2 separate regions of the Mus musculus genome follow, and region 1 is linked to region 2. A link is a contact called in public Hi-C data. All regions are on one chromosome and are shown on one strand. Each heading gives the region's core, a stretch centred on a gene start, on an enhancer-like site or on the middle of the called end of the contact. The rest is flanking DNA. Distances are from core to core; before and after follow the strand shown. Region 1 overlaps Nek6 (NIMA (never in mitosis gene a)-related expressed kinase 6). Region 2 overlaps Dennd1a (DENN/MADD domain containing 1A).

Region 1 (2,700 bases), core at 88-2,587, 730 kb before region 2:
TCTGCCCTAGACAACTCAATCAAAGGGATTCCCCACCCCAACCCCCGAGCTCTTGGACACCTGGCACTTGGACACTGGATGCCAGGAGGGAAGAGAGATCCTTCCCTTATCCCCATGTTCTACCCCACCAAGCACGACAGTCCTTGTTGGCCCTTTAAAAGCTTAGCCCTTCTCGGGCTTAGTGGGGAAAAGGCTCACTGAGCAAGTGTGAGACCCAAGTCAGCTGACACAGTAGTGTGTCTGTACTCCCGCGCCTTCTGTGAGATGGGAGCACAGGGCAGCAGAATCCCTGGAAGCTTGCAGCCTGGCTAGCTTAGTGCATGCAGCCACAGACAAGGAGACTCAAATAAGGTAGATGGCAAGGGCTAACCCTTGAGGTTGATCTCTGGACCCCCATATGTATTCACACACATGGACGCACTAACATGCATAAGGGGGCGGGTCTTTAATATAAATGACAGCTTGGCTCTTCCTATTATTTGTATGCTGGACAAGGCCTATCTGCTGACCATGAAAGAGGGTTTGTCAAACACCAACGCCAGTCTTGAGCCCCGTCTCTGCCACATCCCCCACTATGTGCCCAGGTCTTCTCATAGGTTACATGGGGACAAGGACAGCATCTCCTCTCCCAGAATGCTAGAGGACTAGATGACATTACAAGGGTCAGAAGTGCTCAGCTCTGAGCCTGGCTCCCAACAGACACCCAAACAGTGGGGCCATTGTTCTGATTCCATCCTTACTCTCCTACTGTGCTTTGCTCTTTAGAACAAGGCCATAGGTCCAGGAACTGTGGTCTTAGTAGAGCATTCCCAGACTTTCTTTCTCCTCCCCCTCTTCTCCAAGCCCTTCAGATGCCTCTTCTACGCAGAAACCGAGCTGAAAACTGGGAAACCCAGGATGCCATAAACAAAAGCCCCTGTTCTTACTGGGGCCACAGGCCAGAAAGGCATCTAACAGAGCCTCAAGAAGAGGGAAGAGCGGTCACACACAGCTTCTTGCTACCAAGTACCCCTCCATCCCTCTCAATAGCTGGAAAGGTGGGCAGGGCTGGACTGAGAGGAAAGGAGTTCCCAGCAGAGGACACAGAAGAGTCAAAGGTACAGTGGCAGGCTGGGTTGTAGCCCTTCCATAGGCCACCATGTCCTCTGTGCTCTTACAGGGTGTGAGGATAGCATCGACTGCCCCCGGGCCTGCTCCAGGCCTCGCTCCACAGGCCACACCTGCCTTCCCCAGAACAAGAGCCACTTCTACCCTGCACCCCATCTGCAGGAGCACTGCTGTGAGGGCTGACACTGGCATATGGTAGCTGAAGCTCCAGAGGCCGTGCTGTGCCAGACTCTGGCACAAGGGCTCGGCCACCTGCCAATACACCTTCCCTGCCGGCCCCAACTGTCGGGCATATGCCTACTGCCGGCTCCCTTGGTGACAGTTGCTGGGCCCAGGCCAGCCATCCATAGGGGCTGGACTCTAAGGCCACATCCGGGGGTATATGATTCTCCCAAGGAGGAGGTGCTCAAAGACCTGTGTCTTCTATGACCCTATTAGTCTGCTTCATAGAAAGGTTCCAGGCAAGGTAGATGAGGGCTTCCTGAGTGACAGTGAGCTCCCTTCACAATCTCCAGTGACACTGTCTTAGTCCAGTCCTGTCCACCCACACAGCCACCTAATCACAGGCTCTGCAGCTACCTCCTGACCAGACACTTGCTACACCTGAGTTAGATCTGGGACATGTAGCCATTTTTTTTCAAAGGGTAAGGTTTTGTTTTACATGTGTGAGGGTGCAGCATGTGTGTATTTGGGTGTATGTTCACACATGTGCGGAGACCAGAATTTGTGGTCAGTATCTTTCTCTGCTCCCCACTTCATTCGCAGACACAGGGTTCCTCTCTGAATGTGAAGCCTGACCTGGGGCTCCTCTGCCTGCCTCCCAAGCATAGAGACCACAGCTAGACCACCACACTGCTTCAGGTGTGGTGCTAATTTAGGTGCTGGTGATCTGCATGCTGTATGTTTTATCCGCTGGGCCATCTCCCCAGCCCCTAATAGGTGGCCACTTTTAACTCCACCTGAGGGAGGCTGGCTCTAGGTTGTGGCATACAAGGCACGGTGGCCCAGGACATACAACCTGGGTGCTCACAGTGCTGCTTGGACTGTATCTGGGCCTCAGATTACCTACAATGTAGGTCTGGGATGATCCTTTTGGATCCACTGGGATGCCCTGAAACTGAACTAGATATGAGTCTCATATTCAATCACATGCTTGCTTCTGGGAAGAAAGCAGCTCTTCCAGGCCTAGTAGAGCAAGGCCTAGGATCTGTTCTCTGGCCTGAGGACACTTTCTGCACGCTGCTGCCAGACTCATAGCCACGTGTGGGCTCCCAGGCCTGCTGTGGGCTCCCAATCACGGCCACAGTGGCGGTAATGCATGGAAAGAACACTACAGCCAGAGTTCCCCCCAACTACTAGCTGCTGGGCCAAACCGGCTGAGGACACTGGCAGTGAGTACGCTCACAAAGTCACCCTGCAAGGCAGTCTTGGGCACCTACGGATGACGAAACAGCCTTGCCCACTGCGTTCCAGCTGGAGTGGCAGAGCTTGGCTGAGAACTCACGCCTGCGACCACCCCTGGGTGAGCTGCATCCCCCCTGCCTTCTGAGAAGAAGCAAATGTGTGAGGTTGGGAACAACCAGACCAAAGTGC
Region 2 (2,700 bases), core at 59-2,558:
CACACTGCCTCATCCCTTGTACCAGATCTGCATCCCTTGGGTTCTGAGCAGCCAGCAGCACTGGAAATTCTCTAGGTGGGAACAAGTGCAGGTGTGCCAGCCGCATAGACAGTCTGCACCGATTGGAGCCCACACTGCTGAGTGGCAGCAGTGCATTTGTCTCAAGTGTGCTTTGTGGCCCCTGTACCAAAGCCTCAGAAGGTGAAAACGGATTGGAAGCCATTGCCAGAAGCATTTTGTGAGGACCGTGACCCAAGTCTGCATCTCAGAACACTTCCTCTTGTGTCGCTGTACAGAAGACAAGCTACCCTAGCACTATGGACGTGCTTCACATCCGTCAGTGTCAGATGTCAAAGGAGCCAAGCCCTTTACCTCCTGTATAGCCCAGCACTACCCCAATGCTAGAGTTGGTCATTTGGACAGAGGCCTGGTGCACAGGTGGACTTCCCCATGCTCAAGGTGGCATCCCAGTCTGCCACCTTTGAGGTGCCAAGGCTTCACTTCCTGACAGTATCCAGAGAAGCCACAGTCACATCCTAAATAGGGGGACACATGACCTACCATTCCTCCTCACCTCTTCAACAATGGCCAGTCAGCCCCCAACACCCTGACGGTTACATCACATCACAGACTTTCTCCCTGTGCCCGAGCCCAGAGTGTGAGCCTACACTGATAAATTTCCTCTGGATACACACTTGAAGGCATTTGTTTGTAGAAGCATACATGTAGACAGACACACAAACACACACACTCACACTTATGCGCACACGCACATGGACATGCATATACACATACCTGTGCTCCAAGCTTCTCCAGGGAGAAGTTATATACCTCAACCTTGACTTTGACTGCCAAGCCAGTGCTTATCCAGACTTCTGCTCAAAGGTGTCTCCCGAATGGAGGGATGTAGGAATTGGTGAAGGCAGATGCCTGCCACTCATAGTCCACTAACCCTGGAGATCAACCAGGTGCCAGTAAACAACCACAAACACCTAATGAACATTTACTGTGTGCCAGGTGTGCGTGGAATGTAACTGTGAGGCTGCTAGCACCTCGCCTCCTCTGACCCTGCAAGAGCTGGAAGCTGCCACCAGCCCAGCAGCAAGTCTCTAGGATGCCAGCTGGGCCTGGGCCCCAGGGGGCAGGGGCAGCTGTCTTGGTGCTACCCCCTGGCAGGCTGCCAATTCCCACTGCCTGAGCAGCCAGAAGTCCAAACACCTCACAGAAGGTCACAAACCCAATTAGCAGAGTGAGAGGCCCCTGACCTGACTCACTGCCCTCCCCAGTGGATTCTGGGTGGTAGAGACAAAGAGAAGCCTGAAGCCAGATGAGGCACTGGAACCAGGATTAGAAAAGCAGGAACCAACAGAAGCCCTCATCCAAGAGTGTGTAAACTGGCGGTGTTGCCACGTCCACCTCTACCCCCACTTGACAATGGCTAATGGTGACTAGAGACAGCAGTAGTCCATTTGTTTCAATGGCTATTTATGTGACTGAGTGCAAAAGTCCAGTCAAGAAAAGCTGCGCTCACGTGACAGCATCCTCCACACACACACAGGGAAGCCATTTCCCATCTGCTGTCACTACAGGGGAAGCCTCTAGGAGTCAGCCTCCAAAGGCTGTACCACTTAGCTGAGGCCTCACCCTGGCGTAATAGCTTGTTGGTTAACCATCCCGAGCCCAGCCAGGACAGTGTGAGCCCCTTTCAAATACAAAGGAGCCAACCCACTAGCAAGTGAAACAACTTGCCCTGGGACTGACCGAGTCACACCCCTAGGACTGCCAGTGCCCCATCTCCTGCCTGCTGCTGCCATGGTCCTCAGGCAGGCATGGTTGTCCTAAGGGCAAAGGGCTGAGATAGGTGTCTCCATTCTCCCTCCCGATCTCCACTTTCCCTCCTACACAGACCCCCAAAGAGTAACAATGTCTTATTCCTGTGTGTGTCCACCTGGTAACTTGGCAAGGACCATCTCAGGCCATGCTTAGACCATATGTCAATGCCATGCAGGCATTAGAGAATTCTGTTGGAAGAAAGGATGGCCACAGTGGTTGCATTAGTGGAGACTAGAAATGTCTCCTGTTCCTGATGCAGCCCAGCCACCTGGCCACACATCACCTCCGCCTACCCAACCATCCATCCTTGTGCTATTCTGAGGCCACCAACCCCAGGTCCTCCCTCTCCTGAACACCCCCATCCTTGATGCTCTTAGATGCATTCCTGGCCATCAAGCTACACTTACTCTGCCCAGGATCAAAGTGCGGAGTCTATACCATTGTCCAGGGATCCTCATCGGAGAGTCTGTGAGCCATGGGTACCCTGATCCTCAATCCCTGACCCCTGATCTCCTAGTAGAGCCAGTCTCCAAGGGAGTGGAGTGACCTGGGTTCTTGCTGATGACAGTAGGAATTATCACAGGCAGCAGAATACCCTTGTTCTGATGGTGACTGGTGATGGCAGTGTCCCTTGTTCCTCGTCAGATATTCATGAAACTGAGCACAAAGGTCCCTGTACACCTAGTTCCTCTCTCAGCACAGCAACCCTTGGCTTTCGGGAGCAGCACCAGGTCCAGCTCCCAGAAGTACTCAGCCTTGCTTCAGAGACCCTTCTGCTTTTTTAGCCACTTCCAACCTTGTGGTTGGGGGACTGGCTCTGTATCATAGGGTTGAGGAGATCTGGAAACTATAGGTAAGGCTTGCTGG

The links. A called contact is a pair of places that touch in the nucleus more often than the background predicts.
Region 1: a Hi-C map of cerebellum shows a contact between it and region 2, with 4 times the contacts expected there. The contact joins two enhancer-like sites. A contact is called at or near these places in 1 of 15 datasets of contacts at CTCF or cohesin (large pre-B cells), 2 of 484 Hi-C or Micro-C datasets (cerebellum and cortical neurons) and 2 of 115 datasets of contacts at active chromatin or transcription factors (embryonic basal ganglia and embryonic stem cells).

Annotation. Positions count from the first base shown.
Region 1 is chr2:38,538,483-38,541,182 of GRCm38.p6, reverse strand. The region is part of intron 1 of Nek6 (NIMA (never in mitosis gene a)-related expressed kinase 6); the gene reads right to left. Among named protein-coding and RNA genes, the nearest start is that of Gm35808, 6.4 kb to the right of the region's middle. Within about 2 kb of position 1,337, at least 30 of the 459 cell types and tissues checked have an H3K27ac peak or open chromatin away from gene starts, as enhancers often do. A contact at or near this core is called in cerebellum, where this site is marked.
Region 2 is chr2:37,810,354-37,813,053 of GRCm38.p6, reverse strand. The region is part of intron 20 of Dennd1a (DENN/MADD domain containing 1A); the gene reads left to right. Among named protein-coding and RNA genes, the nearest start is that of Crb2, 35 kb to the right of the region's middle. Within about 2 kb of position 1,308, at least 6 of the 459 cell types and tissues checked have an H3K27ac peak or open chromatin away from gene starts, as enhancers often do. A contact at or near this core is called in cerebellum, where this site is marked.